Regions from separate parts of the Oryctolagus cuniculus genome. Here region 2 is linked to region 1. Evidence: chromatin contacts called from public Micro-C data. All regions are on one chromosome and are shown on one strand. The core of a region is the stretch at or near the end of the contact, and the rest is flanking DNA. Distances in the headings are between cores, read along the strand shown. Region 1 holds the start of SLC25A40 (solute carrier family 25 member 40). Region 2 holds the start of TMEM243 (transmembrane protein 243).

The links. Hi-C and Micro-C count contacts between places; a contact is called where the count stands out from the background.
Region 2: a Micro-C map of ear pinna shows a contact between it and region 1, with 2.7 times the contacts expected there. The contact joins the promoter of TMEM243 here to the promoter of SLC25A40 in region 1. A contact is called at or near these places in 2 of 6 Hi-C or Micro-C datasets (ear pinna and an unstated tissue).

Annotation. Positions count from the first base shown.
Region 1 is chr16:47,477,040-47,483,182 of mOryCun1.1, reverse strand. It overlaps SLC25A40 (solute carrier family 25 member 40), which reads right to left and starts at 4,109. Exons shown (of 12, transcript XM_051853377.2): 1 at 3,969-4,109. It overlaps DBF4 (DBF4-CDC7 kinase regulatory subunit), which reads left to right and starts at 4,468. Exons shown (of 12, transcript XM_051853365.2): 1 at 4,468-4,779; 2 at 5,705-5,877. The coding sequence starts at 4,734.
Region 2 is chr16:48,027,750-48,033,790 of mOryCun1.1, reverse strand. TMEM243 (transmembrane protein 243) reads right to left here and starts at 1,654. Exons shown (of 5, transcript XR_011382992.1): 1 at 1,416-1,654.

The sequences.
Region 1 (6,143 bases), core at 2,860-5,359:
CCAAATCATGCTGTGCTCATCTTGGTGGACTGTGGATCTGTGTGTGACCTGGAATTAAAGGAAGGTAGTCATAGGACTGCTCATTTCATTCCTCTTCATACACTAGGGAGCATAACACTGGGACTAATTTTCTGCTTGAAGGAACAGGTAGGTGGGCATGAAGACGTTACCTAGCGCTTAGGAATGCAGGGACCAGTGCATCCCTGGTGGACTTTGGACAGGTGTTACCATGACTCCAGCCATGTCCCTGCCAACAAGCATATCTGAGTAAACTTTGGCGGACTCCAGGTCTGCATTCTGGTGACAATACTCACGATGGACTGAGAGCAAGTGATCTTATATCCCGCCCTCCAGGCTGCTGCTGAGACCTATGTGGTCTTGACAGGAATGAGAGGAGTGGCCCACACCTCCTATTGCTACACAGACTGCTGTGGAAGACATATGGACACTACACTGAATCACCAAACTGGAATTAAAGCCAAAATAGCCTGCCAAGATGACACCCAAAAACACATCTTCAGAACAAAGGCGTTTACCATGAAAGCCACTCATTAAAAGTGATAGAAACAACTGATCTGCTAGATATGCAAATATTAACATAGGGATATAAGAGCTATGAAAATGATAAGCTGATGCTTCCACATGAAGACAACAATGGTTTGTCAGTATCCAAAGAAAAGGAGATTGACGTAGTGCCTGATAAAAAATTCAAAACCTCAACAAGAGATCATGCAAAAGAAAGAAAACCTATAATAAAGACTCATCATTTGAAACCTAGGTAAGAACAACAACAAAAAAAAGAGGAATACAAGCAACAAAGAAGAGACAGTCTCGGAGGCCACTGAAGTCCCATTAAATGACAAATATTTGAGTTGTGGGGATTCCTGAGGGCAAAGAGAGGAGTAATGTTACAGAAATCTATTCAATAAATAATAGCTGAAAATATCCCCATCCTGAGAAAGACTGGAATATGAAGGTACAGGAGGTCCACAAGATCCTGAACAGATACGACCAATAAAGAACCTCATTGCAGGGTGAGCGTTTGGGACAGCAGTTTAAGACACTGCTTGGGACAACTGCAACCTAGATTGGAGTGACTGGGTTTCAGTTCCAGCTTCCCTTCCAATTCTAGCTTCCAGCTAATGCACACCCTGGGAGGCAGCAGGTAATGGCTCACATATTTGTGTCCCTCTCACCTGCATGGGAGAGTTAGGAGTATTTCCATTTTTGATATTCCATTTAGGTTGTGTTCAAGGAACAGATAATGCTGAATGTACCCTGGTTTGCCAGCCCACCCTCACCTAAGACAGCAACTTCAGTGCCACAGCCACTGACTAATACCATACTCTCACATGCGTAGCCTGCAGAACTAAGAATTTAGCCTCAGAAAAACCAACATATCAGAAGAGTCAAACAGTAATAATTATTACTGAAGGTCTCAAAGAAGCAGGAGATAAAGACTAAGCTAGGTTGCCATAGATAAAAGGTTATTAGCCAGGTGGCAGGGTTTTTACAGAAGAGCAAAGTGAAAAGAATTACAGAGCTAATATGTCTAGATTCTAAAATATGAAATTTATATTTATTTATTTTTAAAGATTTATTTTTTATTTATTTGAAAGACAGGGTTACAGAGAGAGGTAGAGACAGAGAGAGAGAGGTCTTCTATCCACTGGTTTACTCCCCAGATGGTTAAAAGCCGGGATTGTGCCAATCCGAAGCCAGGAGCCTCTTCCAGGTCTCCCATGTGGGTGCAGGGGCCCAAGGACTTGGGCCATCTTCTACTGCTCTCCCAGGCCATAGCAGAGAGCTGGATTGGAAGAGGAGCAGCCAGGACTAGAACCAGTGCCCACATGGGATGCCGGCGCTTCAGGCCAGGGCTGTAACCCACTGTGCCACAGAGCCATCCCCAAAATTTGTATTTTGATATGCATGAGGTACCCTGAAAAATATTAGGTCTCATTTGATAATCACCACAAGCTGTAGAGTAGACTAATCAGAGATTATCTTCATTTATAGAAAACTCTAGGAAGGGTTAATATTTGCCCACGGTCATAAAATTTCTTAGGGACAGGGCTTAGTACCACATTCATTTCTCTTGATTCACAGCCAAATGTTCATTTAATTAGGCTAAAATTCTGCTGATGTTCTTCAATTTTGTTCAACAGAACTCTCTACCAAAGCTTGTAACTACAGACAACCCTGCCCCCATTAAATTCTTCTTGAATGAATACCCTTCATTTAAATGACTCTGTTTAAGCATGTTTTTAAGATCTACCTTAACATAATCATTCTCTTACCAATAGATCTGACTATTGACATGATAGGTAAAGAGGTTTCCATCCTCATTGGTCATGGATTCACAACCAAATCCTTCCTGCTGCAGCTACTGAAAGATCTGGGCTCCAATAACATTTTAAAAAGTTAACCTTGGATGACAGATCAGAAAAATGTTAACAAATAGGTAAAGCAAATGTTCTGCTTATTCACAACAAGGAATTATGCAGTCAGGTGAGAGTGTGGCAGAGTTAAGTATTGAATTACGTTACTGTTCTGCCTCATTATATTAAATAAGAAACATATCTATGGCATAAGACAGACTTGCTTGTTTCAATAGAAACATGCTTAAATCTGTCCCATTTCTTCTAAATCCTCCAAACGTGCAATTTTCTTGTACACTGACAAATTTTTTAAACAGTATGCTCAACTTGTCAACTTCAAGTTCATTTTTATCTAGTACTTATCTCTGCCATCCACAGAAGTTTTAATTATAGAAACCAATGACATCTTCACAAAATTAAAGGCCTATTTTTCAAGTCTTAGTCTTTTTAAAACTTTGGGATGGAGGAAGTGGTGTAGAGTTCACCAGAAAGAGCAACCGCTGAGCTGTTACTCCATGCCACGCACACATTAATAAAGCTTTCAAAAATGTTCCATTTTATCTTCACAACAGCTCTGAGAAATATCTATAACTCCCTTTTCACAGATTAAAATTGCTCAAAATTACCCAAAGCCGTACAGAGAAGCTCATTAAGATTCCAATATCTGCAATTCTGTGACTTTTGACCTTAAGCGTTTTTTCCAGTTCCCTTCCCAGTTCTGCGGCCCTCTTTTCCATCGCTTTCCCGCTCATCACGCTCCCATGACTATTACTACAGTCTCTCTGCAACTGATGCTTCTCTATCTTTTAAACCCTTCTGAAAACACTGAAAACCTTGCACTGTTTCGGCAGTTTATACTTTAAAATAGGTTCTGTCAAAAGCAATTAGATGGATGGCCAAGCCACACCTGTTCACCTCTGCTGCAGGCACGCCCCTAGGCCTGCGGGCTGTCAGCCCGAAGTCTCAAATCCACCTGCGTTTCCTCTCCCAGCGACGTCCACTGGCTCGCAAATACCCCAGCTGTCTCCCGGGGGGCTGCGCCGGCCGCCCCCGGCCTTCAGCCTAGACCGTCCGGAAGGGTCCTTGACTCTGCGCGCACGGATCGAGTCCCGCCCGCCCAGCCTGGGCTCGAGGGCGGCTATCCGCCACCGGCCACAGCACGGCTGCCTTTCGGGGCCAAGAGCGAAGGAGCGCAAACTCGGAGGAAACACAGTCCTCTTCCGCACGAGCGGAACCGCATCCCCAACTGCTTCTGGGGCATGGACACAGAAAACGGGAATGCGTCCGCGGTCGCCGCCCGCCACAATCCCGCTCCCCCCGGAGCGGCCACTCTGCCTTCCCGTCTTTATCCCCATTTTACGCCCAGTAGGGCGGACGCAGCTCCGCGGGGCCGCGCTCGGGCACCCGCCTCGGGGCCGGGGGCTGCCGGCGCCCCCCGGAACTCCCGCGGCGGCCTGGCTGCAGCCCGAGGGTCGGCGGGGGCTGCGGGAAAGCCCGCCCAGGGCAGGGGCTGCGGCCGCCGCTGCCGCCCTCGCCCGGCCCCGCCCGGCCGCAGCCTCCCGGACGTCCGACCGCTGGAAACTGGCGTACCTGGGGAGGGCGGCTGGGGGCCGGAGCTCCGGGGAGACCGCAAGGGCGCAGTGACCCCGACGGCAGGCGGCCGGCCTGGGGGGCTGCTGCGTCCACTAGCCTCGGCCACACCGCTGTCCCACCGACTCATCGGAGCGGGGCGACACGCTGACGCGCGGCGCGCCGACCCGGGGTCTGGGGTGCAGAGGGCATCGCAGAGGGGGCGGGGCAGAGCGGCGCGAGGGGCGGGGCGAGGCGCGAGGGGGCGGGGGCGAGGCGCGAGGGGCGGGGCGAGGCGCGAGAGGCGGGGCTCGCGGCAGGGCGGGGCGAGGCGCGAGGAGGAGTGTGCGGGGGGCGGGGCGAGGCGCGAGGAGGGGCGTGCGGGGGGCGGGGCGCTTGGCTCCAGAGGCGGGGCCGAGGCAGGGCAGGGCGAGGCGCGAGGCCGAGGAGGCTCCAGGGGGCGGGCCTGAGGCGGGGCGGGGCGCGCGGCGCGAGGAGGCGGGCACGTGCAGCCGGCACGGGGCGGGGCGCGGCGCTCGGCGGGAGAGGGGCGGGGCGCGCGTATAGGCGCCGCGGCCGCGTGACGCGTTTTCAAATCTTCAACTGCCGCAGCCCCCTCGGCCGTGCTGGGAGCCTTCTTCCTCCGCGCCTCGGAAGCCGGATCCGGCCCCGGAAACTGGGCCGGCGCCTGTACCTGGGCCGTCGTGTCCCGGAGAAGCCGTGTTTCCGCGGTCGCCCGGCGGGGCACCCTCTCCGGACGCAGCATGTAGGCGCCGGGCGGCTGCCATGAACTCGGGAGCCATGAGGATTCACAGCAGAGGACATGGCCAAGGTACGAAGCCCGCCCTCCGCCTTGGGTCGCCCGGCGTCGTCGCTGGGGCCTGCGGGCGGCCGCCTACCGGGATTACCTCAGCGCCACCGCGGCGGCCGAGCTGCGGGCCGGGGGCCTGCGGGCCGCGAGCCGCGCGGGGGAGGCCGGTCGCGCGCCGGGGCTCGGGCCGGGGGCCGGGGAGGGGCGCCGGGGTGGGCGTTTGCGTTTCGGGCGGAGGATTGCTGGCCCCAGGGCCGTGGCGCAGGCAGCGAGCAGCTCGTCTGATTCTTCAGCCGCCCGGGTTGGGTTGGGACGCGCAGGCGAGCGTGCGTCTCCTCCCGTAGCCGTGGGCGTGAGCGTGCGTGCGGGGACCCCCACCTAGCAGCGGGCTGTGCCCCCGCGGCCGGTGCTGGGGCCTCAGGTCCGCTTTCACCGAAACCGGTGTAGCGAGTGGACCATGAAGGCCTCGGTCGCTCGGCAGCAGAACTTGTATGTGAAACGGGCCGCCGCGCTCCTCGTAGCGGAGACCAGGTTTACAAGAACCTGGAACCCTTGAGCTTCGTGCGCGGCCGGCCCGAGTGGGCAGCGTTGGAGCTCAGCAGAGTGGCGGAGGGGCTCAGTAAACAGCCCGGGGAGGCCTTGCACACTTCTGAAGCTCCTGTGTGCAGTTTTGTTTAGTTCCGTGCCTTAGTCGTGAATGCACACGGATGCTTCCTGCGGATCCAACTGCTACTTTTACAGTAGGGTCAAGAAAAAATGTGTGGGGCCTGCTGCCTTTGGCTTGTGGTACTACAAAGAAGTATATTTAAATGCTAATAACTTTTAATTGGTGGGATTATAGGAATTGCTCCTGTGATATTATGGTTTCATGAAATACTTTTGAGACAGTAGCAACTGCATCTGTAGTAAGACATTATTAGCTCATTCTAAATATTTTTAATAACAGGTGGAATCCAAGTCAAAAATGAAAAAAACAGATCATCTTTGAAATCTCTGAAAACTGAAAACAGACCAGAAAAATCCAAATATAAGCCACTTTGGGGAAAAGTATTTTACCTTGACATACCTTCTGTGACCATATGTGAAAAACTGAAAAAGGATATTAAGGATCTGGGAGGGGTAAGTGAAAACCATACATTGACAGAAAAGGAAAATTTTGTAATCAAGTAATTAAATTGTTTTTGGAAAATTTACAACCATCTATTACCACCATGCTTAAGATTTTATTTTTAAGCAACTGTTGTGTCTTTAATGAAAAACCATTTGTTTTAACTTTTTGTAGCCTGACAAAACTTCAGGTTTCTGTGATTGGGAGATTAGTATTGAATTCCCAAAGTGTTGAGAAATGAGACTCTCTTACCTAATAGAACCACTCATTGCTTTTC
Region 2 (6,041 bases), core at 405-2,904, 550 kb before region 1:
GCCGTGCTTGGCAGCGTCTGCATCAGTCAACAGGTCCATTCCCAAGTCCTGCACCTGTTACCACGGCGGCTACAGGGCTAAAAGAAAGCAGGTTTTGATCACTAGGAATCCAATCTGTGCGCCAATGCCCGTGGAGGAGATGCTGAACCTGCTCTTGGCACAGGGGACAAACCTCAGGCTTAAAAGTGACCAGCTGGCTGGCGCCGCGGCTCACTAGGCTAATCCTCCGCCTTGCAGCGCCGGCACACCGGGTTCTAGTCCCGGTCGGGGCGCCGGATTCTGTCCCGGTTGCCCCTCTTCCAGGCCAGCTCTCTGCTGTGGCCAGGGAGTGCAGTGGAGGATGGCCCAAGTGCTTGGGCCCTGCACCCCATGGGAGACCAGGAGAAGCACCTGGCTCCTGGCTTTGGATCAGCGCAGTGCGCCGGCCATTGGAGGGTGAACCAACGGCAAAGGAGGACCTTTCTCTCTCTCTCTCACTGTCCACTCTGCCTGTCAAAAAAAAAAAAAAAAAATGACCAGCCGCTCCTCTGCACAGCCCTGCCCCAACCCCACCAACGTGTGCCTATCATCCCCATCTAACGCATTCCTGGGATTCCCAGGCTGAGCTCAGCCACGGCTGCAGAAAACCAGCATCTGGACCAGGGCCAGCTCCTCAGGAGCACGTGGTGCCGACCAGGCAAAGCCAGGAGAGCACAGGTGCACCTTCCTGGACATCAACCTGAAACGTTTTCTTACCAACACACTCGGAGAAAGCGAAACCCACGTGGATTTCAACAAATGAAGGAATCCAGCGGCAGGCTGGCAGCTTTCAAATTCAGACCTGTGCCCCAGACTGTGCAAGTCCCCATCCCGTGAGCCTGAGGCGTCTGCCGGGGCTAAGAGATGCCGGCGGCTCCAGACTCGGGCCTCTCCAGAGGCCCGAACGCACTTCACCGCGGGAGGCGGCACAGAGCAGCAAGGCCACTTTCCAGACAGGGGGTCGGGGGCAGCCAGGCACAGGCAAACTCTGCCCAAACCACTCACAAAGTTAAGAGGGCACAAGAAGCGTTCTCCCGGCCTGCTGGCCGGGGGCATGACAAATTGTGAAGTCAAAGGCGAAAGCTCTCAGAAGCCTGGAGTACTGTGAGGTTGGCTTGCCCGGCCCCAAGGACCCTTTGATCTCGGGCCACTTCCCGGAATCCAGGCCATCTTCAAAGAGGCCCTCGGTGCACGGGAACCCCTCGAGGACGCTGTGTACACACGGCCCGGAACTTTCCCAAGTCCACCCCAGTCCGCAGGGCTCGCGGCCCAACCCGAGGGCAGGCCGGACGTCTCGAGCGGGCACTCGGCTGGCTGGCGGCAGCGGCTCTTCCCGCCCTCGAGCGCCCCAGGGGGCCCGCGGGGACCCCCGCACGGCCCCGCGGACACGCACTCACCTTGGCAGACGTCTCCCCGAACAGAGGTCTGTTGTCCAGGCCACTGGTGCCGTAGGTCCTGGCGGAGAAGTCCTCCATTTTGGGGCTTCCTCGCTCTCCCCAAGCCACTCAGCAGCGAGCCGGCATCGCTTCCCGAGGCCTCACGGCGCCCGCATGGCGGAAGCCCCCGGGGGTCCTCACGCGCGCGAGTTGCGGCCGCTCCGCCCGAGCGCCGCCGTCCTCCTCCTCATCCCGAGCGGCTGCCGCACAAGGGAAGGAAACACACACGCGTGGCCGCGCCGGCCGGGGCGCCCCCGCCCGCACCTCCCGGCCCGGGGCACGGCTCCCGCCCGTTCTCCACCCTCTCCGCCCAGGGAAAGTTCTCGCAGCCCCTGCGCCGCCCCAGCCCTCCGCTCCCGGGCCCCCGCACGAGTCGAGTTGCCCGCGCGCGCCGAGCAGGCTCGGGTCGCCGCCGGGACCGCACCTTGCACCTTGCACCCGTCCCGCGCGGCTGTAGCGTCTTCTTCCCGGGAGCACGGCCCGGGCCTGCCCAGCCCGCCCGCCCGCGCCCGCAGGCCGGACCTCGGCGCCCCCCAGCCGCCCGCACGCTGGGGAGTCCCGGCCGCCCCGCCGTCGGGGTTCGCGGCCCAGGCTCGGGGACGCCGCGGGACGCGCGCGGCAGGACAGAGCCGGCGCCGCTCTGGGTCCCGCTCAGCCGCCCCGGCCGGGACCCGCGGCCACCGTCGCCGACCGGCCCGGCCCGCCCAGGCCGCGTCACCGGCGAGGCGGCCAATCCCGCGGGCCGGGGCGCCGCATTGGCTGCGGAGCTTCCGAGGCGCCGGCCCGTTCCCCGCAGCGACGCGGCCCGCGGGCCCGGAGGGCTCAGGCGCCCGTGGCCGCGAGCGCCCCTCAAACGGCCGGGGCGCGGCGGGGGGCGGCGGCCTCCTGGGCTGCCTGGACGCGTGTCTGGCGTTGTTCTGTCACAGGGAGACTTTGTGTGCGAGAGCGGCGGCGAGGTGCTGGTGCTCGGTCCTCCTGCGCCTCGCGCGCTCAGTCCGCCGGCGACGGCGCTGACTCAGCGCGTTCCGGCGGCCGAGAAGGGCGCTGGACAGGCCAGGAAGGGGAACGCGGCGGCGCTTGCCGCTCGGGTCATCTCTAAATATTCCGAAAGAAAGCGTGAGGAGCGGAGCGCCCGGTTCGCGGTTGTGCGCAGGGAGAGTGCTGGGGCCGCTGCCGCCGGCGCCCCGGTGCTCGGGACGAGGGCTGCACCGGGAACCACGCGGGTTTGTGGACCACACCTGGCACCTGGGGACGGTGCGTGTCTGCCCTACTAGTTAAAGTGTTCGCTCCGAGGGCTGCGTTCAAACAGCCCCCACCCAGTTCTATTAAAAGTCTGATTAGGGGCCCGCGTTGTGGGTCGCTTCCGATGCAGCCCCCCGCCAACGCCCCTGGGTTGGAAGAAGACCCAAGTGCTGGGACCCCTGCACCCACGGGGGAGACCAGGATCAAGCTCCTGGCTCGGGCTTGGGTCAGCGCTGGCTGTGCGGCCAAGCCTAAACCTGTGGAAGATGTCTCTGTTTCTCCTCTGTATCTCTGCCTCTCTCTCTCTCTCTCTCTCTCTCTATATATATATATGTATGTATATATATATTATACTTATTATATTAATGTTTATTATTATATATAAATAATTTATTTGACAGAATTATAGACAGACAGAGAGAAAGGTCTTCCTTCCGTTGGTTCACTCCCCAAATGGCCGCTATGGCCCGCACTGTGCCGATCCAAAGCCAGGAGCCAGGTGCTTCCTCCTGGTCTCCCATGTGGGTGCAGGGCCCAAGCACTTGGGCCATCCTCCACTGCCCTCCAGGGCCACAGCAGAGAGCCAGACAGGAGGAGGAACAACGGGGACTAGAACCAGCGCCCATGTGGGATGCTGGTGCTGCAGGCAGATTAACCAAGTGAGCCACCGCGTCGGCCCCAGCTCTGCCTGTCAAATACATAAATCTTAAAAAAGTTTGATTAGGCCTACAGATAACTTTATTCACTCACATTCAGCCATATTCAACAAAATTCTTAGGAGTATCTGCTGTTAGCCAGGATAATAGAGGGATGGGGTACTACAGTGATAGAGATGGGTTTGGGCTGCATTCCCAAACACAAGTCCCAAGACCATATTACTGAAACATTAAGATCCAGAAAAATAAAATTTGGGGAAATATAATTCTGTACTTTAAAAATTATTTTAAAGACATTTACTCACATTTTTTAAAGAGGACTTATATTTGAGAAACATAGTAATGGGACAGAACACCACGTAGGCCACTTGATACAACAGGCATGGAATATACGTATTTTTTGCAAGCATAAACCGATATACCATCAACCTTCACACAGGTATAGCAGTTATGAGCAGATAAATGTATTCATAAATGGAAAAAAGTAAAATTGTAAATGCATGTCATTACGGTTGGTGATTGTGTGCGCCCAGCCTGGTAACTGCAATCGTGTGGAATTCCACGAGAAGCAGCCTAAGGCTCTGTCCAGATCACTAGAAAACCGTGATGGGGGAGGGAGCAGGCACTCCCTTAAGTGAGAGCATGCCATTTGGGAGTAGCTGGTTTTGATGCTTGGTTTCCTGTTACTTCAGAACCTGAGAGGCAACTGTGATGGCTCAGGTAACTCGGCTCCTGCCACTCACGTGGAAGACCTGAATGGAGTTCCTGGCTTGGCCCTAGCCATCATGTCCATCTGGGGAGTGAATCAGCAGATGGAAGACATATCTACCTATCTCCATGACCCCCACCTCTCTCCCTCCCTCCCTCTCCTTTCAGATAAAATCAAATTAAAAAAAAAAAAAAAAAAAAAAAAAAAACAGTAGGCACTCAAATGGTGGCTTCCTGTATGGTTACAAAGCGGTGAATGGGACACTGCTGGTGCAATGGGGATCCATGGGAAGGTCTCTCTAGCCTCAGAAGCCTTGTTGAGGAAGCTTCTAAGTCAGGGCTCACAAGGAGAACAAGTCAGCCAGGCCAGAGAGGCCAGCTATTGGTGTAAAGCGAATTTGAGCAGGAAGGTCGAGTCAGATAGTGACCTTCTTAGTCTAGAGCTGCTTATCCTCTTGTGTCAATAATTTTCTTTGCCTCTGCTGCATTTTTCCTAAAACCCACCTCCTCATGATTACTACCTCCCATCCCCCCAAAGTCCCACTTGCTATGGCCTTGGCTTGCTTTGGCACCAGACTTGGGGGAAAAGGACCGTGCAGCCCCAGTGCCCACCACTGCGTATCAGGCTCAGTCTCTGTTACACCATTGAGAGGCTCACAGAGAAGTTTTGAGTGATTCTGAGCTGTACTAAGCTGTCCGCCCCAGCCAGCCTACAGGCAGGACCACTTTTAAGTTCCGCTGCTTTCTGCAGAGTGGAGCACAGGACTGGTGAAAGAAGACCACGTATGCAAGTCAATGGCAGGTTAACCAAGGTCCTTGCTACTCAGGGTGTGGGTAGACCCGCAGCATTAACACCACCTGGCAGCTTGTCAGAAATGCAGAATTTCAGGCCTCATCCAAGATCTGCTAAACCATAATCTGCTGTTTATGGATCCTCAGGAGATTCATACGCCCACTGAAGTTTGCAAAGTACTTTTCATGTACCTCTATTTTTGCACACTGAAGCAATGTGATATAATTGACCCTTCCACTTTTTATTCTCTATTTTCCTTTCTTCAAATCTCTGCATGTTCATTCTGCTTTAAGCCCTCCTTCCCACTGCACATTTTGGATTTGTCCACACCCAGAGCTTTATCGTGTTTGAAATCAGTCCACACAGACCCTTTGGTAAGACCACCTTCCAGCCCTTTGCTTCTCTCACTTGCGCCCCTAACACAGCCCTTTAGGGATTGCAGTGTTTCCGGTCCTTGGTCTCTTGACTTTGTGCTGGTGGGTCTCCTCCCCTGTTTTCACTTCTCCTAATTTTCCCCCTAATTCAGACTCTATGTCCTGTCGCCACAGTGCCTCCTTAGAATTTCCAGTTCCCTTGCCCACTTATTTATCACGTCTGTGCAGAAAGTCCTCTGAGGTGTTAATCTTTCTTCCTTCTCAACACCTGTGACCAAGTTGAGGGAGGGGAACCATAAATGCCCAACTGGAGTAATCTTAAACCAAGGCCAGCCAATTCAGCTGCACCCTTAAAGCCGCTTGGAAATCCTGGGGTGCCTGGGCAGTTCTCGCCCTGTTGTCTCTTCCCTCCAGCTCAGCAGATGACTCGGCCTGCACTTTCCAGGGAGAGACAGCAGCCATCGGTGGGAATTCCCTCAACTCCCCAGCAAGCCTGTACGTGCACCCATGCCTATCCTCTCTCGTTTCTGCTTCCCGCCAGTTGGAGTGGAAGAGATGTGGGTTCAGCTCAGATTTCACAGCCCACTGCACCCCACAGTCACAGAGGGATCATTCTTTTATGAAAAGAACTTAAACAAGGGCAGGCATTGTGGCCCAGCAGGTGAAGTAGCCGCCTGCAACACAGGCGTCCTGATATGGGTGCTGGTTCAAATCCCGGCTGCTCCATTTTCATCCAGCTCTCTGCTAATGTGCCTGAGAAAGTGGAGGATGGTCCAAGTACTTGGACCCCTGCCACCCACACAGGAGACCCTGA